6 separate regions of the Mus musculus genome follow, and regions 2, 3, 4, 5 and 6 are each linked to region 1. Evidence: chromatin contacts called from public Micro-C, capture Hi-C and promoter capture Hi-C data. All regions are on one chromosome and are shown on one strand. The core of a region is the stretch at or near the end of the contact, and the rest is flanking DNA. Distances in the headings are between cores, read along the strand shown.

The links. Promoter capture Hi-C pulls out the DNA fragments that hold promoters and counts their contacts. Hi-C and Micro-C count contacts between places; a contact is called where the count stands out from the background. Capture Hi-C pulls out chosen DNA fragments and counts their contacts.
Region 2: a contact with region 1 is called in a Micro-C map of embryonic stem cells, with 3 times the contacts expected there. The contact joins the promoter of Plekha8 here to the promoter of Tril in region 1. A contact is called at or near these places in 1 of 39 promoter capture datasets (embryonic stem cells) and 2 of 484 Hi-C or Micro-C datasets (both in embryonic stem cells).
Region 3: a contact with region 1 is called in a capture Hi-C map of macrophages, with 5 times the contacts expected there. The contact joins the promoter of Jazf1 here to the promoter of Tril in region 1. A contact is called at or near these places in 1 of 39 promoter capture datasets (embryonic stem cells), 1 of 484 Hi-C or Micro-C datasets (embryonic stem cells) and 1 of 9 other capture datasets (macrophages).
Region 4: a contact with region 1 is called in a promoter capture Hi-C map of liver, with 2.7 times the contacts expected there. The contact joins the promoter of Wipf3 here to the promoter of Tril in region 1. A contact is called at or near these places in 4 of 39 promoter capture datasets (embryonic stem cells, liver and stem cell-derived epiblast-like cells), 1 of 484 Hi-C or Micro-C datasets (embryonic stem cells) and 1 of 9 other capture datasets (liver).
Region 5: a contact with region 1 is called in a promoter capture Hi-C map of hippocampal neurons, with 4 times the contacts expected there. The contact joins the enhancer-like site here to the promoter of Tril in region 1. A contact is called at or near these places in 4 of 39 promoter capture datasets (cranial neural crest, embryonic stem cells, hippocampal neurons and 1 more), 1 of 484 Hi-C or Micro-C datasets (bone marrow-derived macrophages), 4 of 115 datasets of contacts at active chromatin or transcription factors (bone marrow-derived macrophages, embryonic forebrain, embryonic midbrain and 1 more) and 2 of 9 other capture datasets (adipose tissue and liver).
Region 6: a Micro-C map of embryonic stem cells shows a contact between it and region 1, with 5 times the contacts expected there. The contact joins the promoter of Creb5 here to the promoter of Tril in region 1. A contact is called at or near these places in 5 of 39 promoter capture datasets (cranial neural crest, embryonic stem cells and liver), 6 of 484 Hi-C or Micro-C datasets (all in embryonic stem cells) and 1 of 9 other capture datasets (liver).

What each region holds. Positions count from the first base shown.
Region 1 is chr6:53,818,593-53,822,904 of GRCm38.p6, reverse strand. It overlaps Tril (TLR4 interactor with leucine-rich repeats), which reads left to right and starts at 2,080. Exons shown (of 1, transcript NM_025817.4): 1 at 2,080-4,312. The coding sequence starts at 2,670.
Region 2 is chr6:54,592,637-54,596,948 of GRCm38.p6, reverse strand. Plekha8 (pleckstrin homology domain containing, family A (phosphoinositide binding specific) member 8) reads right to left here and starts at 1,838. Exons shown (of 14, transcript NM_001164361.1): 1 at 1,478-1,838. The coding sequence starts at 1,517. Fkbp14 (FK506 binding protein 14) reads left to right here and starts at 3,775. Exons shown (of 4, transcript NM_153573.2): 1 at 3,775-4,102. The coding sequence starts at 3,906.
Region 3 is chr6:53,066,146-53,070,457 of GRCm38.p6, reverse strand. It overlaps Jazf1 (JAZF zinc finger 1), which reads left to right and starts at 1,834. Exons shown (of 5, transcript NM_173406.3): 1 at 1,834-2,005. The coding sequence starts at 1,891. Gm33097 (a long non-coding RNA gene) reads left to right here and starts at 2,463. Exons shown (of 2, transcript XR_377680.3): 1 at 2,463-4,312.
Region 4 is chr6:54,427,617-54,431,928 of GRCm38.p6, reverse strand. It overlaps Wipf3 (WAS/WASL interacting protein family, member 3), which reads right to left and starts at 2,243. Exons shown (of 9, transcript NM_001167860.2): 1 at 2,069-2,243. 9130019P16Rik (RIKEN cDNA 9130019P16 gene) reads left to right here and starts at 1,708. Exons shown (of 14, transcript NR_033635.1): 1 at 1,708-2,608.
Region 5 is chr6:54,384,476-54,388,787 of GRCm38.p6, reverse strand. The region is part of intron 3 of 9130019P16Rik (RIKEN cDNA 9130019P16 gene); the gene reads left to right. Among named protein-coding and RNA genes, the nearest start is that of Wipf3, 43 kb to the left of the region's middle. Within about 2 kb of position 2,132, at least 32 of the 459 cell types and tissues checked have an H3K27ac peak or open chromatin away from gene starts, as enhancers often do. A contact at or near this core is called in hippocampal neurons, where this site is marked.
Region 6 is chr6:53,285,482-53,289,793 of GRCm38.p6, reverse strand. It overlaps Creb5 (cAMP responsive element binding protein 5), which reads right to left and starts at 2,491. Exons shown (of 11, transcript NM_001327821.1): 1 at 2,421-2,491.

The DNA of each region.
Region 1 (4,312 bases), core at 831-3,330:
GCAAATGGGTTATTTCAAGAAGATAGAATGTGATCGAAGAGCAATTGTCTTTGAGACAAAGCTATGGTTGGTGCTTTTTCATTGGCAATACAGGCTCCCGATGGAAATAGTTGACACTGGTCTCTCTCTCTCTCTCTCTCTCTCTCTCTCTGTGTGTGTGTGTGTGTGTGTGTGTGTGTGTGTGTGTGTGTGCTCACGCACTCCTGTTATCTTTAGATAGTGGACAACTCCTCTGTCAGTCTTAGAGGTATCTGTATCTATCTGTAAGGGAGGGTAAGTGATCCAGCCACACTGCAGAGCCGTGTGGAGGTGCCCTTCCTTCCCTTTGCTTATCCTAGTTCTGAGAATGTCTGCAGAAGGTCCAGAGGTGATACGGGCTCCTGCCAATCATTGAGATTTGCTTCCTGCTATTCCCAATTCCATATGAGGCATCTCTCAGCTTCCCAACTGACCTCTACTTATCTGCTGTGGGAGGTGGGCACTTGGAAACAGGTCCTCTCCAGGCATCTCTGGGGCGGGCTCACCTGAAAGTCAGCAGCACTTGGGGATGGTTTCCTCTGTGAACCCCATATGATCCTCCTTCCCGGCAAGGACAGTGTCTCTGACCAAGACCAGCAGAACTGGCAAGGTATGTAACACTGTACCAGAACAGATTCTCCTCCTTCCTGCAGCTACACTCAGAGGAGTCAGGAGTTTGGGGTTGTCACAGTAACTGAAAAGTAAACTCCTTGTTTCATTTTAGTAAAACAAACACTTGTGTCTCCATAGTTGCCTTTTATTCGAAGCTCAAAGCAAAACACAGTAAACTGGGTGTACTTCACTACAGACTTACCTGTTTTAGTCCAAAACCCATCTCCCACCAAATTGGGGTCGCTGTTGTACCCATGAAGTCTTCACTTACCACCCTGCCAGGTTCAGCACATGGCTCCATCACTCCCCTTGATAAACTGCTCAACAAGAAAATGACATAACAGAGTGACTAAACTATTTGAATCTTTGCAGATTTCTCCTCTTCCTTGCTCAGTTTCCTAATGTGATCTGTCAGTGTGCCTCTCTTCCCATACAGACAGTCAGCCCCCTGAAGCCAGGATATGGGCTCTAATTTTCCACACTGCTAGCACACAGTAAATCCTGAAGGGCTACTTTCAAAATGTTGCTTTGCATGAACAAATAATAAGCAACAGCTATCTCTTGCTTGTTTTCATTCTTATCAGACACTGGCCCTAAGGGAACCCCGGATAAAATGGTGCACTATTGTGTATTAATAATAAAAGTTAATATCCGACACCTGGCACCCCCCAAGAAATCTAAGCCTGAGCACCTTGGAGCCTGAAAACGTTCAAGATTGCTATAAGCTCTGGCACAAAGTAGGCGGGCCCCTCAAGAAGCAATCTCCAAAGGCTCTGTGCAGCGTATTGTATACAGGCCCGGGTTCCGAGGCTATTTGAAGGGCTTTAACACTGCAGGAGAATTAATCTAGCTGAATAGCCAAGTCTGTCCGTGTCACAGTCACTGTAACAGTTCCACTTCTGAGCTTTCTTCAGAGGTTTTCCCAGAGCGAGAACCGGCAGATAATTCGGTTTAGGAACCTAAAAGAGGCGGTGCCTCTCCTTGGACATGAGCAAAGGACACCAGAAACCCAAACACTTTAAAAGGACTGAGCAACAGTCCTGTCAACAGTCCACTGATGGCCTTGCCAGGAAATCTTGTGTTCCCCTAAACTTGGAGCACGATGCCAGGGAATTCCGTGTTGTCTCAACATCTTGCAGGGTGGCACCGGGAAGAGAAGAGTAGGTAAAATGTAGGCGCCCTGCCTCTGCGCCGAAGCCGCCGGCGAACCGGCCTAAAATAAAAAGGTCTCTGTCTGCAATCCCCGTTTGCTCGCCCGGTAATCCACCCCCGCCCCCAGCCTGCGCGCCGACCCGTACAGCTGTTTTTAATCCCTACTTTTCTCACTTGGCGTCCGGGCTAGGGCTGACCAGACGCGGAGCCACTTAGTGTTTCCTCCTCCCCCAGCCGGGGTCTGTCCTGCCTCCGCCGTCTCCTCTTTCTCCGCCTGCATCCCCCGGGGGGCAGAGTGTGGGAAGAACGAATTTCCGCCGGTTTGCTCGCTCCACGCCGACATGGGTCCCTTCCGGACGCTGCTTGCGCGTCCCCCAGGCTGCTCACTCCGGCTGCACTCCCAATCCCCCCGGATCGCGAGCGGGCAGGCGCCGGAGACGTGGGCCTAGCGGCCGGTACTCTGCAGCCAAGCCGCACCCCAGCAGCTCTTGGAAGGGATCCCGCCTGCAGCGGGGGAATCCGTTTGGCGGGGAGAATCCGCGCCAGGGAATCCAGCTCTCCGGACTCCAGAGCAAACAAAAAGCACCAACTCTTGCTCGCTCCTCCCGCCCCCGACGCTCACCCGAAGAAACAGTTTTCTGCAGAAATGCAACAAGTAGCACCCCAGATTCGCCGAGCGCCCAGCGCCTTCTGATTTGGCTCCGCGAACTTGGCCTGCGGAGACCCGGGCGAGCCACCGGGACAAAGAGGAAGGGCTGGACGGAGCACCAGCGAAGTACGAAAGAGGCCTTTTTAGCGACTCAGGCCCGGCCGAGGGGAATGCAGAGGAGACACAGAGCCGGCCGGCCCAGAAGACGATCCGGCCGCAGCGCGCTGGGCGGGCGGCGATGGAGGGTGTGGGTGCCGTGCGCTTCTGGCTCGTGGTGTGCGGCTGCCTGGCGTTCCCGCCGCGGGCCGAGTCCGTGTGCCCGGAGCGCTGCGACTGCCAGCACCCCCAACATCTCCTATGCACCAACAGGGGACTTCGCGCTGTACCCAAGACCAGCTCGCTGCCTAGTCCCCAGGACGTGCTCACCTACAGCCTAGGCGGCAACTTCATCACCAACATCACCGCCTTCGACTTCCACCGTCTGGGGCAGCTCAGACGGCTGGATCTGCAGTACAACCAGATCCGTTCTCTCCACCCCAAGACCTTCGAGAAGCTCTCACGACTAGAGGAGCTGTACCTGGGGAACAACCTCTTGCAGGCGCTCGTTCCTGGCACGTTGGCTCCGCTGCGCAAGTTGCGCATCCTTTACGCCAACGGCAACGAGATTGGACGCCTGAGTCGCGGGTCCTTCGAGGGCCTGGAGAGTTTGGTCAAGCTACGGCTGGACGGGAACGTGCTGGGAGCGCTGCCGGACGCGGTCTTCGCTCCCCTGGGCAACCTGCTCTACCTACACCTGGAATCTAACCGGATCCGTTTTTTGGGCAAGAACGCCTTCAGCCAGCTGGGTAAGCTTCGATTCCTCAATCTCTCGGCCAACGAGCTGCAACCCTCTCTGCGCCACGCGGCCACCTTTGTCCCTCTGCGCTCCCTCTCTACTCTCATCCTCTCAGCCAACAGCCTACAGCACCTCGGCCCCCGCGTCTTCCAGCACCTGCCACGCCTAGGCCTGCTCTCCCTCAGTGGAAACCAGCTCACGCACCTCGCCCCAGAGGCCTTTTGGGGACTGGAGGCCCTACGTGAGCTGCGCCTGGAAGGTAACCGGCTGAACCAGCTCCCCCTGACACTGCTGGAGCCTCTGCACAGCTTGGAGGCACTAGACCTGAGTGGCAATGAGCTTTCTGCTCTGCACCCTGCCACCTTTGGCCACCAGGGCCGGCTCCGTGAGCTCAGCCTGCGCGACAACGCGCTCAGCGCCCTTTCTGGGGACATCTTTGCCGCCAGTCCGGCTCTCTACCGGCTGGATCTAGACGGCAATGGTTGGACCTGCGACTGCCGGTTGCGGGGTCTGAAACGCTGGATGGGCAACTGGCATTCTCAGGGTCGCCTCCTTACGGTCTTCGTGCAGTGTCGCCACCCCCCGGCCCTGCGGGGCAAGTACCTGGATTACCTGGATGACCAACTGCTGCAGAATGGGTCTTGCGTGGATCCCTCACCTTCCCCTACAGCAGGCAGTAGGCAGTGGCCGCTACCCACATCGTCAGAAGAGGGGATGACGCCCCCTGCAGGCCTCTCGCAGGAGCTACCACTGCAGCCGCAGCCGCAGCCCCAGCAGCGGGGAAGACTTCTACCAGGAGTGGCCTGGGGTGGGGCTGCCAAGGAACTGGTGGGCAACCGCAGCGCATTAAGGTTGAGCCGGCGGGGACCAGGTCCCCATCAGGGCCCCTCTGCTGCGGCTCCGGGCTCTGCCCCACAGTCCTTGGACCTGCACGAGAAGCCGGGGAGAGGACGTCACACCCGAGCCAATCTCTCCCAGACGGAGCCCACCCCGACGTCTGAGCCCGCCTCTGGGACACCATCTGCCAGAGACAGCTGGCAGCGCGC
Region 2 (4,312 bases), core at 589-3,088, 770 kb before region 1:
CCTTCAGCCTTCATGGAACAGTGAGTGACACACAAGCCAAAGGAAAAGCAGCGAAGGCTCCAATGCCTTTAGGGCTTTGCCCAGAAGCCACTCAACAGTACTGTCCGTTCTTACTTAGGGAAGAAAAGAGTTGACTCTTACCATCAAACAGATGGCAGGGGCATCACAGAAGATAGATCCACAGAGACAGCTAGAAAAATGTTGGTGCAATGAAGGATACAGAAGACTGTGGGGAGAGGGCATTTTACTACCAAAAGTTTCCACACAGAAAGGGGAGGGAAAGGAAGACGGAAATGATTAAGGTGGGGCAGGAGAAGAAAGTGATTTGTGTGTGTCCGGGCTAGGGTTCAGAGGAGGACAGTAAAGGGTGAAGTTGACTCAAGGGTTTACAATTAAGATACACACCTACTTCTCAGCATTTAGGACAGCATTGGGAGAATGGCACCGTCAAGCCTTCTCTTAAACAACATGCTAATCGGCTTCCAGTATTCAAGGACCTGCAGGCCAGCTTTGAGTTCTTCCTGTATAACCTAATCTCTCTGCTGACATCAGTGGAGATCCTTGAAGTGAAGGCCAGGTCTTAAGGAAAACCTTCTCATCAGACCCTCGGGTAGAGATTTTAAAAAAAATGAATTAACTGTGCTAACTACTATACTACTTGGAGATTCCAGGTACATGCTGACAGGTGTACTTCTGCCTGTACTGGGCTGTGACTTCCTCAAAGTTACTCTGCCAGATCTTCACAAGCCATACACACCTGTCCTTACTACAGAACTGCCCCACCAAAGGATGGGGAAACCCTAGCTCTAGTTGGTAAGATTTCTAGTTTCTGCATCCCCACTGACACGTTAAATGTTAACCCATTTTCCCTAACAAAAAAGTTTAACTTTAAAACGCACCCAGCACTGTTCATATAGCATAGTACTTATAAAATACTGGCTGCTTGGATGAAAATAATGTTCGTTGAGAATCATCTTCAAAGCTGAGGAATAGTTCTAACTTCTGGATAGTTGGAAAGTGCTTCCAAGAGCTAGAAAGGGGGCAGGGTGCTATTTTAAGCCATTGTGCTGGGCAAGACAAGGACACCGTTGTTAATATCTGCATTCATTTTTATGACAGAGTTCTGAAACAAAAGAAATGTTCGGAGAGAAAAGGCCGATCGCCAGCGTACACTTCAGGGCTTAGGGCTGCGGTGCTAGAGTTCCACTACCTCGGTCGGCAGGGGGATGACCCTGAAGGTGCCTAGGGAGATCGACTGCGTGGAGACTCTGGAATCCAGGGGTTGGTGGCACTCGGCACCCTGCAGCTGGGCTGCGCGGCCCAAGCGAGGCCGCCCCCCACCCAATTCGCGAGATTGAGGTGGACCCCGCAGCGGACCCAGGCTGCCGGCTTCACCCGGTACCCAACTCTCCATCCGGGCCGCGAGCCGGCGGAGGGTGCCGCCTGGCGCACCGCACCCACGGAAGCCGGCACTCACCGCTCAGGTAGTTGGTCCACTTGTACAGCACGCCCTCCATGGCACCCGCGGGCCCCTCGTCGCCCCGGCCCGCCGCGGGGACGCCGGGCCGGCCTCACATCCTGGGCCCGGGGGCGGGGTCACCGCGACAGCCTGGGAGCACCAGCTCCGGGTCCCGGGGGCTGCGCCTGCGCCTGGCGCAGTCGGTGTGGACGCCGCAGAGCGGCCGCCAGAGAGAGGCGAGGGAGGCGCGGGAGGCGCGGCCCCTGTGGCGGCGGTCGCGGGCGCCTTCCTGCGGCCACTGAGCCCACAGCGCCCGCCCCGGCGCGCTCGCGCATGCTCACTGCGCTGTGCGCACGCTACCAAATCCACGCCAGGGTTTGGCCACTGCGCGGAGGGGCTGACCGGTGGGCGGGGCTCCGATGCGCACGCGGGTGGCAGGTCACCCATGGGGGTCTAGGCTCCAGGGATCCAGCTTTTAATGACAAGTTTGTCAGTGGAGGAGGATGCGGGCTGAGACCCGGAATCCTCGGATGAGGCTAGTCTGTAGTTTCCGGATGCACTTCTGTGTAAGGCGCTGTTCAAACTGCCGGCCTCTTGACTGGAAGCTTGGTCTCTGGACCGCAGACATTGACTTCACCTGGGCTTCTGTTAAAAAAAAAAAAAAAATCTCTCGGGGGTTCCAGACCTTTTGGATTAAAAATCGGCACTTTTACAAGCTCTCCAAGGGGAATTTCTAAGTACATGAAAGTATGAAAATGCACTGTTGTCAGGATTTTTATCCAAGAAAAGTGTCTATCACAGGTTAGATGGAAGGTGAATGTTGAGAAGAAGCACAACACAACCAAATGTTAGTGTTATAGAAATATGCTCTCAAGGGCTAAAGTGCAGGCATTTTTTCCCTTAGTGTAAGGTTGACAGGTTTAATAAATAATATATCACTTAGTTGGTTATTTGCCTGACTGCACACCTCAATGCCCTGTTTTTGTTGTTGTTTTGTTTGTGTTTTGTTGTTGTTTTAATCTCTTTTGGTGATTTCTAGTTTCTTCTCAGATTGCAGCAATGGACTACATCTGAAATGAGGGCAGCCGTTTAGAACTTTAAGCTGTATAATTGTTAAAACAAGTGCTCTCTCTCTCTCTCTCTCTCTCTCTCTCTCTCTCTCCGTCCTTAAGTATTATCTACTCACCACCAAGGTCACATAAGTGACGAATTATTAGCAGTCACTCATTGACAGCGATGTTTGTAGAATGAAATCAAGCCAAGTCTTAAGGTGGAGTGCCAATTCTTTTCGGCCAAGTGAACTTAAGCAGGGCACTAACTTCTAACCTAATTTTTTTTTTAAACTAGCTTCTCTCCGGGCTAGTTTTTTGCAACTTGATGCAGGCTAGAGTAATTTGGAACGAGGATCTCCGAACCATAAGATTTACCTGTAGGCAAGTCTCTACTGCTTTTTCTTAAATACTGATTGATGTGGAAGGGTCCAGTTCACTGAGAGTGGTGCCACCCTTGGTCAGGTGATCCTAGGTGCTATTAAAAAAAAAAAAAAAAAGCAGGCTGAGCAAGCCAGTAAGCAGCACTCCTCTATGGCCTCTCTACATCAGCTCTTGCTTCCTGATTACTGTTTTGAGTTCCTACCCTGCCTTCCCTGGATAATGGACTATGATATAGAAGTGTAATAGGTAAAAATCCTTTCCTCCCCAACTTGCTATTAGTCATGATGCTTTAACCCAAGAATGGAAACCCTAAGACACTGTCTAAATGGGGGGGGGGGGGGGAGTGGGTGGGTGGGAATAGCCACGTTAAGTTAGTGAGGATCTTGCACCAGAGTGTGCTTTGCGAACCTTAAAGCATCCTAGTAGGTCCTTAGAGTTTCTGTTCTAAATTAGTAACCATAGTTCTGAGCCTTTATTTGTGGCATCTTGAAGAAGGCTGCTTCTCAGTGTCTGGTCTTTCCAAAAACCCGAGTGTCACCTGGCTCCAGACTCCGCAGCTGGAATACTTCACTGAAACAACCCTTCCCCCATCTCCCACCCCCGAGGATGTTAGCCTGGATCCAGCTGCCTTCCCGAGGTGGGAGAATTTCCTAATCAGCGGGCTCTAGGACTGTTCCGAAGGGGCACATCCGAGCCCAGGGCCCAACAGCACACAGAACCACTACATTTTTTTCGGCGCCATTGGCTGGGAGGCGCCTGAGGGACAGCAGCGCCAGCCAGTGGAAGGACGCCTTTCCCTAGAAGCTGCCTTATTAGAACCAATCATGTTTGGATGGGGCTTTAACTCTTTATTGTGAGTTCGCTGTCTGTGTGAAAATTGTTAGAAAAAGTGCCACGTCTTCCTGGGAGTGTGTCTGTTGGGGGAGTCCTGAACTTGCTTGGCCTAAGCTGTCTCCGCTTTTGGCACATTTTTAACTCTATGAAGTCGGGGGCCTTTCCTCTGCTTTGGTAACATGAGGTTTTTCTTGTGGAACGCTATCTTGGCACTGTGGGTCACGGTTCTGAGCGGAGCTCTGATTCCTGAGCCAGAAGTGAAAATCGAAGTTCTCCAGAAGCCATTCATCTGCCATCGCAAGACCAAGGGAGGGGATCTGATGTTGGTCCACTACGAAGGCTATTTAGAAAAGGACGGCTCCCTGTTTCATTCCACGTAAGTAATTACGCCTTGCAGGCAGAGTGATAAAGGGCCCACCCATTCACACTAGCCTGTGAAGCTAACAGTTCCTTTACCTCTACAAACTGAAACAAAAAACTGAAATACCTGTTTCCCTTTGGAGAAAGAAAATTGTCAAACCCGTTCTATAGGTCAAGACCATGAAAGAAATTCCTGGATACATGGAGTCTTGACAAATTAATTTCA
Region 3 (4,312 bases), core at 585-3,084, 750 kb after region 1:
ACTCTCTGCAGTTGATAACTCCACATAGAGAGTCATTCCTCCTGAGAACAGAATTGTCACCTCAAGGCTCGGGGCACTCCCCCAGCTGCTGCAGAGTTGGGGTGCCTAGCATCTCTAAGGAGGCTGATCTGGCATCATTCTTGGCTGGAGTTTTCTCATTGCATTTCCATGTCACTGGGCGTGAAGTCTATCTGCCAGATATCCTGCTTGCTCTCAGCTAACGGCCTTCCTCCCTGTCTGGGCAGCAGGGCACACTGCACAGTTGCCAAAATTCTAATTCACGGTGGAGAATTCTACCTCCTGCTCTTTAGACCCTTGTCTGGCCCCAGCTTCCAGCCTAGCGGGTCCCTGGCTCATTATCAAGCCCTTGGGTGCCCTTCCCCCATCCTCACTTGGTCCCAGGAAATTATTTCTGGCAACAAACTGAACTTTAATGACCTGCTGCCCCAACCATACTCAACTCAACTCTCCCCTTGGCAAATTTGTCACCTTGTAGGCTCAAAGAAGCGACAGACCAGACAAAAATGTCGATGGGTGAGAGAACTCAGCCTCAGCCTTTGTGACTGGGAGATTGTGAAAATTTTCTCCGGTGACAGAAATACTGCATATGTCTGCATTTACATTTACACGAAGTGCCCTAACAATCCTAATATTAGAGATAACACAAGTGGTATATGCAGTTTAAAAAGACAGGGTTGTTATTTTTCTAGGTATATGCACCAGCGGGTAAATGAAATTGTTCTAAAGACAAATGCTAAATTCAGAATGCATGAATAAATTTTTTAAAAATTACACCCTCGAATCATGCACATCTCCTGGTGCTTCTTGAACACCTGGAAGAAAATATACACCTTGTAGGTAAAATGTAACTGCAACTGCGGTTGGAGACCAGAAGAGAACTGGTTCTTAAGAGGCTATCTGGTCAACAGTATGGCTTAAATGCTCACAGGATGATATAATCCTAACTGATTGGTGAAATCTTCTTTTTAAGTGAAAATCGAATTTGCTTTGACTTTCATTTCCAAACCTCTACACTTGCCCCTTTCGTCTTTGGAGCAGCACTGCCAGACCTGAGCCACAACACGGGGTTCAGGAGGTGCGGGAATTTGGGGTAAAGAAATTGAGATTTTTGTTTTCTCAGAAGAATCAGGGAGAACAAACGTGATACATATGTAAAACACAGTCAAATGCACTTGACAACCAAGCGCTCTATTTTGAAATTTAAATAAAGCTAAGATTTTTCTTCTGGCCTAGGGGGAAAGCTTCATTAAAATCAATTAGTTCCTACTAACCTCCAGAGAATACGGACTTTTTAATTTTTTTTTTTAAATGAGAAAGTTTAAAGAACAAGGTGCACACAATTACCTTTCCTGGGTCCCTAGTGAATACCATCGTCACACCTAGACAGGTGGCCAAGTGCAAACAAATGTCCCTAAGAGGGCTGGGTAACTCCCTGAGTGCTCCTCTGGGGTGAAAAGCATGTGTAATTAATAGATGTGTATCTATTAAGAATGTAGCGCGCATAACCAAGGGAGGCTCCAAGCGGACTGCAGGCACCTCACAGGGCGAAAGGGCAGGCCCAGGGACGTAAAGTTGGAGGCGGGAGCTGCCAGGTGAGGCCTGGGTCGCGGAGGTTGGGGCCCGCACAGCTGCAGGCGCGCGCCTGCTCCCTCCTCCCAGCCGCCGAGTCCTCCCCGCCCCCTCCCCCGAGCTCCCGCCGCCTCCCGCTGCCTCCCGGAGGCTCGGCGCTGCGCTCCACCTCGCGCCCCCTCTCCTCCGTCCCGGGCTCGCGCTGCCCTCCCCGCGCCTGCCCCCTCCCCGGCCCCTCCCTCCGCCTCCGCGCGCGCGGCGCTCGCAGAGCCGACTCCGGGGGGCTCTCGATGTAGCACCATGACAGGCATCGCCGCCGCCTCCTTCTTCTCCAACACCTGCCGCTTCGGGGGCTGCGGACTCCACTTCCCCACGCTGGCCGACCTCATCGAGCACATCGAGGACAACCACATCGGTGAGGCCCGGGTGGGCGGGGGTCGGGCGGCGGGCGAGCCCCGGGGTGGCGCGGGCCGGGCGCCCGAGAAGGTGCGGGCGTGGAGGGCCGCGGGGCGCGGGGATGGCCGGCCGCAGGGTGAGGGCGGGCGCGGGCCGCGGGGGGCGGGTGCCGCACGCCGCTTCCGCCCGGCCCGAGCTGTCAGGCTGGCGGGAGCCGGGGAGGCGCCGCGGCGGCAGCCATTCCGCTTCCTCCCCCGCCTGCGTCCTGTCAGCGCCGGTTGCTAGGTGTGGCGCGGCGGGAGGGGGCCGCGGCGGCGGCGGCGGCGGGCGCGGGGCGCGGGGCGCTGCGTGCTCTGAGCGGCGCGGGCGCGGGGCCCGGCCTGGCGCGGCGGCTGCGGTTCGGGCGGCTGCGGGCCGCGCCCATCCCTGGCCGGAGCGCCCCGAGGCCCCGGTAGCAGAGGGGAGCCCGCGGGCGGCGGGCGGGCGTGTCGCGGCGCCCGCGTTGCGGCTAGGCCGGAGGTGCGCCGGTCCCCGCGGGGCCTGCGCGGCGCGGGCGCGGGGACGCGGGGGAGGGGCGCCCCGCGGGGCCGGTTGTGTCTCCCGGGACCCAGGGACCTCCTAAGTCCTGCGCCCCACGGAAGTCCTTGCATCACATTTGCACGCTCATCCCCACCCCTGCGGAGGGAGATGGGTCTGGTGCTTCTGGCTCAGAAGACCCAGCCACCTGCAGAAGGTGTGGCCGCTCCCCGGAGTGGCCTGGTGGGTGAAGAGGGCAGCCGGTTCCCTGGGTGAGGCTACCTGTGAATTGCTTCGAGAAGACCAAATGAATGACATGGATTCGACCATGTGGATGCAGCTCACGTTTCTGCAAAGTTGAGAGAGTAAATCACGACTGCTGTGCATTTATGCACGAATAAAATGAGGCAGAGCCTCATGCCCCTTTGCTTTGTAGAATGCTTTCTCCTTGCACACAGTGGGCGCTTAATACGCGCTAAGTGCCAGTTTAGAGCGGGATTTGCTGGGCCATCCAGAATGGGAGCTAATCATGGAAACTGTCTGCAGAATGCCTTTGAAAACAGAAATCTGATGAGTAATTGTCAAGCTTTGAAATTTTTCAAAGTTTCAAAGTATCTCCTTAATAGTTTTCCCCATGTCTTCTGATAAAGGTGAGGTAAAGAACCTATGCTCTCAAGTATTGGTGGTCTGAAAAGCGGTTTAATAGAGTAGCAAAGCTGCTGAATCATATCGTGACTGAGTAGTCATAGCTAAAAGTGCTCCAGGTATAAAGTTTCTCATCATGGCTTAAACTGTAGTGATGCAGTTTCAAGACGAGTTTTCCCAGTTCCTCACTGGACTCCCCTTACTTATTAAACTAAACAGAAATGATAACAGAAAACAGTTATCCCAAGTTCCATCCATTTCATCAGTTAATTTATGTAAGTTGAATGAGTAATACTTTTATCTGGTTAACTTTCTTAACTTGGGACTACCTGCTGATTGAAAGATAATTTAGTTTTAACATGAATTAAACACAATTATTTCTTACGAGTTAACTTGGAGCCAGATGATTTAGACTAGCATTGGTAAATCATAAGCCTCTTATTTTGAGTTGGCAAAGTTTTCCCAGTATTGTGCAGCTATCTTTAAAGAGGGTCAAGGGTTTATGAATTTTCTAAAGCTAAACTTTTAAGTGATGATATCTTACTCCCAAAGGTCTAATTATTTTCTTTCAATGGTGAGAGGATTGAAAAAGAAGTTTAAATTGTTTTGGCAAGGCTAACAGTTATTATACTTGGGAAATAGTTGTTCCAGCAAAGTTTTTGAAAAATAGATGTTAAAATGAACAAACACTTGAACCCAAAGCTTGAAGAGGCTGACTGGAACTGCTGTGTGCCTCAGATGAGAAGAGGCCTTCACAGGACAGCGGGCCATGCAGAAAGAGATAGGATTGGAGCTCATGAAGAAGAACGTTTGGCCTAGCTGGTGCTGTATAAATACACTTTAGATAAAGAAGCAAGAGTCAACATACAGAAGTACTCATGAAAGCTCTACATTTTATTATTTATTGTCATTTGCTCTACACGTGATATACGATAAGCTCTATACATGAGATAATGAGGGGTTTTGTTTGTTTGTTTGTTTGTTTTTTTGTAAATGGTTGGTTCACTGATTTAATGTTTTAATCAGCTAGTGGCCCCATTAAAGATTCATGAAGAGACCTAAGATGTATATGTTATTTTAGTTTTATTCAAGGGTCTTATTTAGTATCTTATATATCTGTAAGAGGGTTAGACTCCTTTTGAATTGTTACCATTTAATCTCTAGT
Region 4 (4,312 bases), core at 994-3,493, 610 kb before region 1:
GCCTGAAACCGAGGCTCCTGGAAGGACTAAAAAGGGGTATACAGCAGCTCTACCAAGGCAGCCTGACATCTCTGCGCAGATTTGGGCACCAACAATTGGATGTGGGCGGTGCACTTCCAGTTTGAAGTGTACAGACCCAGGTCCCTGTCCTCGGCACACTCAGCTAACCCCTGTCTCTTTGCATTTCTCATCTGTGGAAAGGCACAATAGTTACAGGAACCACAGGGCTTGAGTTAATGCATATGGAAGCATCTACAGTGCCTGGCCATTTCCTGCTACTTCCCCACTGGTTTTCTCTCCCCTGTCCTTCTCCCTGTTTTCCTGATTTGGTTTTGCTTTAAAATGCATCTCTAAAGTACATTAGCTGGCAGACTTCAGCAGCCTGTGCCCTGCCATGCCCAGTGCCCTTCAGCATCAAATATCCACTTACGTTGTTATTGAAGTAAAAAAAAAAAAAAAAAAAAAAAGCCCCAAGTGATGTGCACAAGTCTAAAGCACACAACTTCCTGAGTTTCTATGTATGGGGAGCATGTCTAGACCTAAAGTGCCTTGAAGGTCTGCCCAGGCCAGTAGGAAGCCCAAAGGCAGTCCACTTCTGACCTCTACCACTACTTTACAGTTTAGAGAGGACAGCTTTTAGGAGAAGGCTGGGACTGGACAGGTAGTTTATCAGTGGAAACTCTGATCTTGTAGAACACTAGGACTCATTCCCAGCACCCACATAGTGGTTCAGGGACATTACATCCTTAACTCTAGTCCAGAGGATCCAGTGCCCTCTTCTGACCTCTAGGGGTTTCCTGGCACAGAGTCGTGCATAGACATACATGCCCGAAAAATACTTACATAGAAAGTAAAAGGAGTGAACATTAAAAACAAGGCTAGAGTGTCTGATGATTATAATACTAACTGGCAGCAAGAAACCCTCTCCTGGCCCTCTCTGAGGTGACGAAGGCAAAGACAGTGAGGCACACAAGCTTTTAAAGTCACACAAGTCTGCCCAACAAATGCTCTCACTTACATCCAAGGACCCCAGGCACAGAAGAGGAATACCACTGTCCCACTGGAAACTTTCCTCAGAGAGTCCCCAGACTGTGTGTGTGTCAGAGATACTTCTGGTTTTTCCTGAGGCCATTAGACAGGCTTCCTGGGTTTCTGGGCAGAACATCTACCCAACTCAGGTTCTCACACTCATGGCAGACACTCCAAGCACACAGAAGACATTGTTTCCACAGGGGAATGGATGCCTGGCATCCTACAGGAGAGCGTGTTCTTCTCCCAAGCTTGCTCCCCGTGAGCTCCTGGCTAGGTATCCGGGGGAATGGCCACAATTACCCAGTCCCGCACACCTCCAAAGGACTTTAAAGGCCATTTGTGGCCAGATGTAAATGGCTAGAGATAATGGATAGACAGACACATACACTCTCTGGCTCCTGACCTAGGCAGGCTTACAGATAAGCCTCGGGGAGTCAGGACTCAGCTCCTGGCCCGACTCTGTCACCAGGAACTGTGTGACCTTGGATAAGTCACTTTTTCCCTCAGGAATTGGCTTTCTTTCTGGGAAATGGTCCAGTATCCTCAGTCCTTGTCTGATTGTGCAGGTTCCCAGATCTCTCCTAATCGCCAGGGACCCTTCCTTAACATCCCCAACACAAGCAAGATCCGCCCTTTTGTTCTCAGGGGAGGGGTGGGGGGTGACGTGGGGGAAGGGAAGCAGAGCCCCCTTGGGGCATCAGACTAAGAGGCCTCCGTGCCAGAAGCTGATAACGGAAGAGTGCTGTCCTGGGAGGTCACCAGGGAGCCCTGAGGTGACCTGGTGTAGCCATGGTCCCTTTCCGACCCGTGGCGGGCAGGGAGCGAGTGGTTGCCGCTAGGGCTGCACGGAGCAGCTCCCAGACGTAGTCGCGGCTGGGGACTACAGTTTGGAGAGGGTCCTGGGCACTCTCACTCACCCAGCGTCTTTGACAACGCGGGAGGCCACTCTACCTCGGGACTGTCCCCAATACCCTCCGCGACAACCCCAATCGGCCACTTACTTAACCCAGGGCCCGGACGCGAGCAGAGCAGCTACCTGCAGCTGGCCGTAACCCGGCCGACTGGACTTTAGCTGGCGCCTCCGTCCCCGCTGTCCCCGTCGTCTCCGTCGTCCCCGTCGTCTCCGTCGTCCCCGTCGCCTCGAGGATCCCGGCTGGGCTGCAGACAGTGCCTGGCGTTGCTTCTGCGCGCCCGGCTAAGCTGGACTCTGCGCTCCTCGCTCGCTCCCAGCCGGGCTTAAGCGCTGCCGGGACGCGGAGGCGGAGCCGCCGCCCCCACCTGCTCCTGGCGGCCGCCCTGGAGCCTCGCCGCCCAGCGCACGGGGACGCGGTCCAGAGGGCGGGGTCGCTCTGGCACCCAGGAGGCGGTCCTGGCTGCGCGGCGGCGCAGCTCCCAGGTACAGAGTCCCGAGTGTGAGCCACGGGGACAATGGGGCCAAGGGCTGGAGTTCCCCTGCACGCCACCTCGTCTATATATTACAAACATTTCTGAGCCCTCGCTAAGCCCCAGACAGCGCGTATATGCAAGGGGACAAAAGGAGAATGGGACAGCCGGTTGTCCCGATGAGCACAAGCAGGTACTTACAATACGGAGCCAAGAGAACATCCAACGTGTACAAAGCAGAGGGACACCCAATTCAGACCTGGGCTTGAGAGGCAGGGGTGGGTGTGTGGGTGGAGAGAGCTGGGGGGCGGGAGGGGGAGGTAGAGAAGCTTGCTCTCAGAGATAGGTGAGCACAAAATATCCTGGTAACACAGGGAGGTAAGTAGCTTCCGGTGGGGCAGAAGTGGGAAGAAGGCAGTTTGAAATCTAGAGTGAAGCGAGTCTGTCCCATTTCCCTGTCCGGCTGTCCAGAGCTTGGAGAATGCTGGAGATTTATGCCTGAGGCTCCTGTGTACACTCAGCTGCTCCAAGTGCAGCAATTCAGGCTGGCATTTCCTGCCTCTCACATCTTAGGCATACTTGTGTTCTGGTTCGAAAAGGAAGGAAAGCTCAATTTGCAGAGAAGAATTATTTCCATGGCCATGTAGAAATCCCACCAGGTCTTCTACGGAGCCCCAAAGCACAAACTAGTTGCATGGCCAGTCATTTATCTTACAAGCTGGGCGGTTTCTGGAGGATATACTAATTCAGCTTTTTAAATGCTTGATTCAAAGTGATGGTGTCTGCAGAGTGGGGCTATTTGGGGCTGAAAACATCATGAAGTTGTTGTGTTCAAGAACCCAGTGTCTCATGGCACAAGTGGTCCTTCTTGCATCCTTTTTCTCTGGACATTGCAACAGGATTCAGTCTCTGGGAGCCACGTTCCAAATACCTAAGCCGCTCTCCCCATCGTCTCTATGGACAGAATCCAGAGTGATGACCAGTTAAAGACTAAAGACTATAGTGCCAGTGCCTTTCCTGATCACCGAGACTTTCTTAGCACACTAGCTGAGTTCAATTCCCAGTACTACCAAAAGAAAACAAAGCAAAGCCCCTCAAACAACAACAACAACAACCATAATAAACCTTATCAAAGTTAATATAGTAGGAATAGATGAGATAGCTTGGCTAGTAAAGGCACTTGTTACCTGGCGACCTCCATTGGATTGATAAATTGGAAGTGGGAGTTGTGTGTATCTGTGTGTCTGTCTGTCTGTCTGTCTGTCTGTCTGCCTCTGCCCTTCCATTCCCTATTCTCTTTATGCTTCAGTATCTAGTGATGCTACACCTAGATTTTAACCAAGAAACAACTAATGTGTTACCACCACTATCTACAACAGAGTAGAAGATGGAGACAGTGTGGTGTTGCTAAGCACCTGAGACAAAGCCAGCAGCTATCCAACTCTGGTCTATTTATTAGATGGAAAAAAAAAATGCTGTTTGTATAAACCACTGATATGGGGGCTTCTCTCTCTCTCTTTCTTTCTTTCTTTCTTTCTTTCTTTCTTTCTTTCTTTCTTTCTTTCCTTCTCTCTTTCTTACACTAGTATTTATTTATTTACTACCCATTTTGTTCCAAATAGGAGAGTCCTATTTGGGAAATAACAGTTTTTAGAGGTCCAATCTTACAGTTAAGTGTATTTCTAGTGGAAAAATGTAACTTGAGAAGAATAAACCTTCCCATCTCCTCCCATCGTTCACCAAACACCTGCGGTAGCTCACTTCCAGGTGTATGTTTATGATGGTTCTGCAACTTCTTGGGATCTTTAGTAGAAAGGTACCAAGGAAGCCCAGGTGGTTTGCAGCATGTCTTCGCTTCACCATGCCAAATATTTACAAACCAGCTCTTACATGATGA
Region 5 (4,312 bases), core at 883-3,382, 570 kb before region 1:
GTGCAGGAGGGCTCCCCGACTCATCCACAAAGAAATTATTTTCCTGGATTTTTTTTTTTCACTCCAAGCTCCTGGTTGTAAGTTAAGTTAGCTTGTCATTAGCTCTGACCTCTCATTGATTAGAGAGCATGCAACAGGTCAAGGCCATTCTGGTGCTCAGCAGTGGATAATAGGCATGCTCCTGTCTCCGGAAATTTCTTCCAGTGATGTTTTAGAACTCTTCTCCCTACCCTGGCCTTTCACATCCTTAATATGTTTGTGAGTCTAAGAGCCTAGGAAGGGGTGTGGACCAGTGGGCAGTTCCCCTGGTTAGTCCTTCCGAGTAGCTGGCTTGTAGCCCATAAAGTCCTTCCTGCATTGAAGGTGTTCTTTTCTTCAGTGAGCATCACCACACTGTACATTGTAAAATCACTTTGTTTCACTGAACCATGTGTCCCTGGAGGTCCTTCTGGGACTCTGCACTCCTCCAGTTGAAGGCTTCACTGAACTCCCTGAGAAAGTTTTTTCCACCTTTATTTTATCAGCAACACTCTGATTCTCTTAATGTTTAGTGTGTGTGTGTGTTGCAAGCAATATGAAACTGACATCTCAATTTGTATGTGCAGTTGTTTCTCTGCATTAGAAAAAGACTGAATTGCCTAGTTATAAGCTACTGGCCTAAACCTTTTAATTCATTCTGCCCATTGCTCTGTGGCTGGCTTGGCCCCTTGAGCTTCCCTTTGCAGTGGGGTTAGACAGTTCTTGGAGTTTGCCTCCAGACATTCGGTTACTCAGAGCTTTCTGTGCTTTTTGAGCAGCCAGCCAATTCTCCCGCCCCTGCCTCCCTCTCACTTCGGTAGTGCAGGGAACATAGGCTTCAGCCCCTGCATCTGGATTTTTACATGGATTCTGAGACCCAACTCGGGTCATCAGACTTGCAAGACCATCCTTCTGCCTCCTAAGTCTTTCCCCTGTTCCTCCTTCAACTTACTGTATATTCTGTAAGGCAGAAATCAGGAAGCTGAAAACACAAGCTAGCAGATCCCTCTATTTTCGTGTCTTACCGCCTGTTATGTTGTGAATGCCGATTAGATCCCACAAACAGGATGTAGGCATTGGAAACTAGATGGTGGAAACTGGGCAGGGGCATCTTTTAGTTGCCTTTTTATGGACCCAGATCAGGCATAGGCATAAGTGGAGTTTGTTTCCTTCCCACCCTGGAAGTGGTCCAGTGTTCATTCTCCAGACCTGTGAGTGGCATGCAGTCATGCAGGAGCCATGGAATCGCGGCCCACTGACTCCTGTTTGGTCCTGCACCTCAGTTGGGAGGCCTTTTTCCCCCCTTATACTCAGGACTTCCAAGATAAGCGTCTTGATCTCTTGGTTTTGTACCTTTTTAGTTGGAATAGGTGTGGCAGGGTTCCAGACCGCTCAGTTCTACAGCATTCTGGGGTCATTCGTGGGAGTCTACCATATGGCCTCAGTCAGTTTCTCTGTATTAAGTCCCCTTCCACATACAGTCCCTAGGTGTGGTTTGCTTTCTCTTTCTGTATTGACTTGGCAGATGCAGGCTTGCCACATTGCTTCCCATTCTCAGTGATAGACAGGAACCCTGTTTAACCTTAGTTGCTGGTCTCAGCTTTCCTGTGGGTAGATCAGGTTGGTAAAGTTTTGGTATTCAGCACAAGAGATTTTTAATACACACACACACACACACACACACATCTGCACCCACAATGTAACAGGTAGTAAGGCATGAAAATAGAGGGATTTGTTTGCTTGTTTTTTTTAAACTTCCTCAACTTGCTGATTTCTGCTGTATATATAGTATACATATAACACACACACACACACACACACACACACACACACACACACACACACGAACTGACAACTGGAAGAGGGAAATCCTAAGTTGAAAGAGATCTCAGACTAAGAGGTCTATATCCTGCCTCTGGCCACGGCTCTACCCTGTTCTAGTCAAATGACCTTCAGTAAACTCCCTTTCTTGGGACTGAGTTTCTTTCTCTTTGAAATAATGAATTCCAGCTGTCTTCCAAAGCTGATTTTAGCTCAAAGACTCTGTTCCTACAAGGTCATTGTGTGTGATATTCATCAGAGGGCTTGGTGCTATATAACCTCACCCATCGAAGCAGCAGCATCCTTGCAAATGGCATGCTCACCCACTTGCTCACCAGCCTGCTAGCCGTAGTAGGCGCTAAGTTGCTTGCTCTGTCTGCTTGCTGTTCTGTTTTCTATTAATAGTAAATTGATGTAAAATTGCTGTTCCTGAGACTTGGAGATGTTGCCATTGGAAACAGGCTCAATTCATCCACATAACCATTAAAAAAAAAGCAAGGTAAATGTCATCGTGAAAATGGCAGTTTGTTTTCACAGACTATAGACACCACCCTTTGAATTTGAAGGCTGGCTCCAAAGGTGTATGTCCCCCCATTGCCAATGCTTGGGGCAGCAAGGGCTAGCCGTGTCTTTGACTCTTGGTGTCTGACACCATATGAAGAAGTCTAAAATGAACACTGGTCTTCCCTGCTTGTACTTGTGTTACAACGGAATACAAAAGAATCTGTGATTAACATCAAGTAAAAGAAGTCTACTCTAGTTTTTCTCTTTCTTCTTTTTGTTGAGGCCCAGTGAGATTGTATTACTTTCCTGTAAGCCGTTTCCTTTGCTTTCAAAAGTATTTGTTATTCTTGGCACATGCTTTCTTACTTACTTGCGTACTTACTTAGAAACAAGGCCTTGCTGGCTTTGAATTCCCAGAATCCTCCTGCCTCAGCCTTCCTAGAGCTGAGATTATGTGTGCCACCATATTCAGCTTGCCTGCTTGCTTTCCCTCCTTCCCTCCCTCCCTCCCTCCATCTCCCTTCTTTCCTTTCTTTCTTCCAGTGTTATTGAGATGTATGGTTCACCTGTGTGAGGATCACTGACTGGTAAAGTTTGATGATCGTATGCAGACATTTAACCTCTATCACTGCCAAGTTGTATGTAGAAGTCCACCATTCTCCTGAAGGGTCTGATCATTCCCCAGGTGTCCTCCACACTGCTCCCTCACTCCAGATAGCCACCAGCCGGCTTCCGATCAATGCCATTTTACCATTAGTAAACTTTCACTAGATGAAATCACTTATCACTCATACAGTCTGTGTTTTACCTTTCATCTCTATTGGGGATTTTGATATTCATCTATATGGCTATATACATTATTTTACCCATTTTCCTATGCAATATCCCATAAAATGAATATACCATAATTTGTTTCCATTAACCAGTTCATTGAAGTTCAGAATGTTTTAACTTTTGGGTGCTTTTAGGTGATGCTGTTTTTACAAAGTGGTCACACCACCAGTGCTATTTAAGTGAGAGTTTCATGTTCTAATGTTCCTGATCACATTTGATAACATCTTTAAATTCTGTGCCTGCCTTGGCTGGACCAGCACCAGTGTAAAAGTCATATCTGGAACAGTCCCATATGTCATAGAGAAACCGTTCTGGTCAGGGGTAACCAGAGTAACAGATTCGGATGCAAAGCTTCCTCTAGATTAAGGAAATTATACAACTTTGAGTCTGTGGCTGTTAATGGATTTTGTTTTAATGCTAACACTGGGCCTTTAAAAAAAAGATACAAGAAACATTTTAGGCTCTTTCCCCCATAAGATAATGTAAAACAACAACAACAACAAAGGAGTCCAAATCTATCATAACTTTTATTATTCATCAGTGAATTCAAGCCTCACTCTGACATGTCTGCATCTACTAGCCCCAGATAAGGAGCCAATGACAGGTCAAAGTCCAGACACCACCAAAGTCCATCTTATCCAACCATTGAGTTTTATAGTGGTTACAACAGAACAGAAATGACTTGGTCAGTGATACCAGCAAAGCCCATTCCAGCATGGATGGTGGCTCTCGAGAGCTGGAAACCTGAAGGCAGCTCAACAAGCTAGAAAGTGTCTCCTCTAGGCAAGTCAGTTGGTTTGACTGATCCTGAGCTCATCCTGTCTCTGCTTTGTCCAAGTAGCTTGGCTGGTCTGAGTGTCTCCCAGTAATCTTTGTATCTTATATATGATTCGGGGCTGGAGGGGGGGGGGCGTGTGTCACCTAATGAATCTGGTCAGTTTTAGGGATTTCCTGAAGCTCTTGAATTGTTCACCTTCTGAACTTAACAGGTGGAATGCTTCAGCTCCACTTAGAACATATTGGGTCTTAACGAGCTTTCCTCTAAGATGAAGTTTTTCTCGAGAAGGAAATTGCCACATGACACCACAAACACCATTTTGCTGGGATAGAGTTGCCTCTGATGGATGGGCACATA
Region 6 (4,312 bases), core at 1,242-3,741, 530 kb after region 1:
GGAGACTTATGCCACTTCATCGCTAGATGCCAATAAATAATGCTGCCACAAACTTGAAGAAGGGGTGTCAAGCGATCTCCAGCCACGAGCTCCACAAAGCCTGCTCTATGGCCAGAGTATGTTGGAGAAAGTAGATCTAATTATAACCAAACACGTGTTCTTCAAGAATGCCACCTATTTAGAACATAAAATTTCCTCTACTTAGCTTCCTCCATCTCCAAATCAAAACGCCTTCAAACACCTTGTCCCCCAGCCCAAAGCTTCTGCCTCTGTCTGTTTTTACTGGATTTCTGCTATCATTATTCACTCACGCCCAAAAGTTTTCACTCTTTGTCCCCGAAACAAGTCACACGTGGTGGTGTTTTTGCTGCTGGTGTTCTTTTAAAGAGCAAGTGGGGAAGAACTCAGTTCTCTAAATTGGGCGTTTAACTTCCTCTACAAACATAGAAACTCAAGGATAAGGATAAGAAAGTACCGCGCGCAGCAGCAGCAAAGTGTTGTATGGTACTTTCAGCTCTCAGACACTTCCTTGACTTTGGAAATAAAATGTCAAATCTAGATCCTTTCCCGCTAAACCTGATTTAGTCAGGTCCTTCATCCTTCTCCTAGGCTCGGTTCACGGGGCTCTGGGCTCTTAGCTGTGGCTTATTGCTTTCCTAAGTCACTGCAGGCACAAGCTATTAGCATATAAGGCTTCTAAACCTTTCCAGGGATTTTTCTATCCAGGCTGAACATTCTCGCGTGGGAAAAACGGGCCTGGATAGTGCCTTTCTTAAATAATAGAAAAGGGCAGATTGAGCGTTCATCAGGTACTGAGCTCGCTCAGGCACCAGAAGCTCTTCAGCTCACTCCTGGGACAGCATTCCCCCTGGGGGAAACTGTAAAAGGCGGGGGCAGGCCGAGTGATAACGAGGTGGGCGGGAGAGGGATGGAGGAAGAGGGGTAGGGAAAGAGAGGGCAATAGCTGTGTCCAGAGAACCCGCAATTGCCCCGGGGGATGGGGGCATAGTTGCTTTGACAGCATTCTGAGCCCCCAAACCCTTGAATATCTGAAGCCCTTAATAAAACACTTACTGGCCTGCAGAATGACGTAATGGACCTGTAGCCAGCCTTTATTCTTTGACACATGTCAGGAAGAGGGAAAAATAAAAAACCAAGCAAGCGTTGCTGATACTGACAACGATGTACAAGTAGCCCACTCTAGTTCCCAGCGTTGAACCAGCATCAAGTGGGGGCGGCACTCGTCCAGGGAAAGCTGGAGCTTTTTCTACTAGACACTCCCTGGAAATAAATCTATGACTAGAAAATAAATGAAAAATTAAAGCGGGCTATAGTCCCTCTAAAGTGGCTTAGTGGGGGCGGTGTCTGCTTGTCTCAACCCTTTAAGAACTTTGTGAAAAGTTTAAGCGGTTCGATAAAGAATCTGGCTCAAAGGCAGACTCTGTCGCCCGGTCCTGAGAACCGCCTGGGTGCAGTGCGGCTCGGGCCCCAGCTGTCATTTGGGGCAGCAGCCCGGAAGAAGTAAGAGTGCCAGCGCAAAGGGGACGGAGGCGGGAGGCGGCTGCAGGAGTGAAGGCGAGGGCTGCGGAGCACTCTCGAGCTGGAGCGCCTGGAGCGAAAGTCAAGTCCCCCTCCAAGGCAACCGACCCTCCCGCTGCAGCCGGCGGCCGGTCGCGAGAACTGGCAGCGGCCGCTGGGCACCCGGGAGAGGGAGAACCCCCTGCGAACTCGCTCGGCTGCCCCTAGGTGACCAGGCGACTTTGCCGCAACGGTTGGAAGTTTGCTAACTTTCTCCCGGGGTTCCGCTGCATCACTGAGAAACGGGATGCGAGGAGGCTCCAGGTTCCTGGTCTGTTGCTGCTGCTGCTACCACTGCCGCCTCCGCCGCCGCCACCACCACCGCCGCTTGACCACACTTCAGAAGGGTTCCACACCATGCCGGGGCTCTGGAGGCAAACATACACCCCCGATTCATAACTGTTCCCCGTGTCAGGGAAACTCACGCGCGCTCCCATACACGCACGCACACTGGGTCGGACACGGCGCTGGCTCCACTCAGCATCCCTCCAGTCGCACGGCGCAGCAATCACCAAGAAGCGCTCCGGGACGGACACGGCGTGGGGTCTCTGGGTGACTACAGGACACAGCACAACTCCACAGTCCACCAGCAATTGGGGCCGGACTTCCTTCTGATCCGCCAAAGTGTTTACAAACACAAATCAAGGGGGAAAAAATGCATCGCATCCTTTCTACTCCTTGCCCTGTGACCTGCCCATTGGACTAAGTAACCTCGCGGCTGCAGCGATGAACCAACCCCTGCAAACAAGGACGCTCCGGAGTCGGCTCGCGCGGCAAGTGCAGCGAAAGTGGCTAAATGCAAAAGGCCCAGAAGTGGCCGCGCCGTATTTTTAGGAACTTACCAAACAAGTGTGGAGAAGGCAAGAGCCGAGCCCGGGTGAAGGGACCACGTTGGACTGAGCAAAGATTACAATACATTCTATTTAGAGTGCATTACATCACCCCCCCGGTGACGTCACGTGGGATTCCTGAACTTCTAAATCATTGCGGTCCGTTGGGGAAAAGGAGGGAGAGAGGGGCGGGGCCCGCACGCCGAGGGGGCGGGCCCGGTCTCCGCCCCGCCCAAATCCCGCCCCTCGAGCGGACCCGGGTGCTTGCGGCGGCGTCCGCGATCGCGCAAGCAACAGCTTGCACAGCCCAGCGCCGAGTAACACGGCCCCCCGACATTAGTGGTGTGAGTCAGCTTGGAAACAATCCTGAAGGTTTCAAACAGAGCCACGCAGGAGACACCGGCACGAGCTCTTCTGCAAGAAGTGTCTGTAGGGTCAGAAAGAAGTAAGGTTTGGGGTGTGTGCATGAGGTGGTAAGGATGCTGAAGGAGGTAGAAAGAGACATTTACACTTACAAATGCAGGCCACTTCCTACTTCCCTACCCCAGCCACCGAAGATACCCAGATCCTTTGCCTGTGACAGCCATGACCTCATTGCAGCGTTCTCTGCATGCTGGCTTCTTAGTATCTCCATTTCGCCGCCCCTCTCCTCATCACGCTCAAGGGCATATAACTTCTTGTGCACACTCAGTAGGACTACACACAGCCTTCCCTGGTCTCGCACCTTGCATGTGCTGACCTGTGAGAGAATCTCTCTAAAGGCGAAAGGCGAATCTCAGCCAAGAGCCAAATGATGAGCCGGATTTAGACTCCGCGTCAGCGCCGGAAGGGCCCTGGCCATTGCTTCCAGAGCCTCTGCTACTGGCCCAAGCTCGCCGGCTGGGAAGCAGTCGAGCCAGGGCTAGAATACAGGATCTAGGGCCAGGTCTGCAAAGGGAAAAGAGGACTGACCTTTTTCAGCATGGGCCAGAAGCCACCGCTCTCACCTTCCTCATCCCTGGCAAGGGCTAGATTTCCTTTTGGAAGCTCTCTCTCCCTTTGGGGAGCATTGAAAGCCTGTTCGAAATGACCACTGTCATCCAACAACAGCTCACACTTTGCCAAACACTTGAAGCCACACCATTTTCTTCTTCCTCATATGACTTTGACAGAATAAGGAAAAGCGGGGAGTGTGTTGTAATTATCTCTATTTCACAGCTGAGCTGAGGCAGACAGACTCAGAAGGCTAGGAGCTCTCCTGATCATCAGGGACCACTCTAGCGCATGTCTAACCCCAGATCTCACCTGGGTTCCTTGGTAGAATCAGGCATATTAATTCTTTTCTGATGGCTGACTGGTTAGAACTTCAACTAAGAGCTTGCTGGCTGGGAGTTGGATCTTTGCTTAGGAACAGTTTAGCCCCCATTAACAAACAATAATGGCTCCTGACATTTATGTAACATCTGACATTTATATAGTGCCTCTCATCCCAATGCATCACAGCCTGACTGTGTAGTCTGCCAGAGGATCATGACTAGACTGGCTAGGAATCGTAATGCTTTGCCCAAATTGTCACATTTCTGAGCTGGTTTTGACATACTAAGTGGAAGAGCTTTCTATTTCCTTTCTGGTTTGAAGTGTTTAGCCCCTCCTCCCCCACCACTTGTCTTCAGGGTTCCCTGAAATCACAGGGACTGACAACTCCCTCTTTCCTTGTAGCCTTCCTATAAGTTCTTCTGTGAATTTTCCTCTCCTCTTCTCCATGGGACACTGAAGGAACTGTGAAAGAAGATGCTGGTCCTAACCTGAAACAACAAAACCTTGACTGTGATGGCTCAATTGTCTGGGTTTAGGGAAGGAAACCATGGTTCACTGAACAGCAGCTTCCGTATCCACCTTCCATCTCAATTTCCAGTACAGCCTTG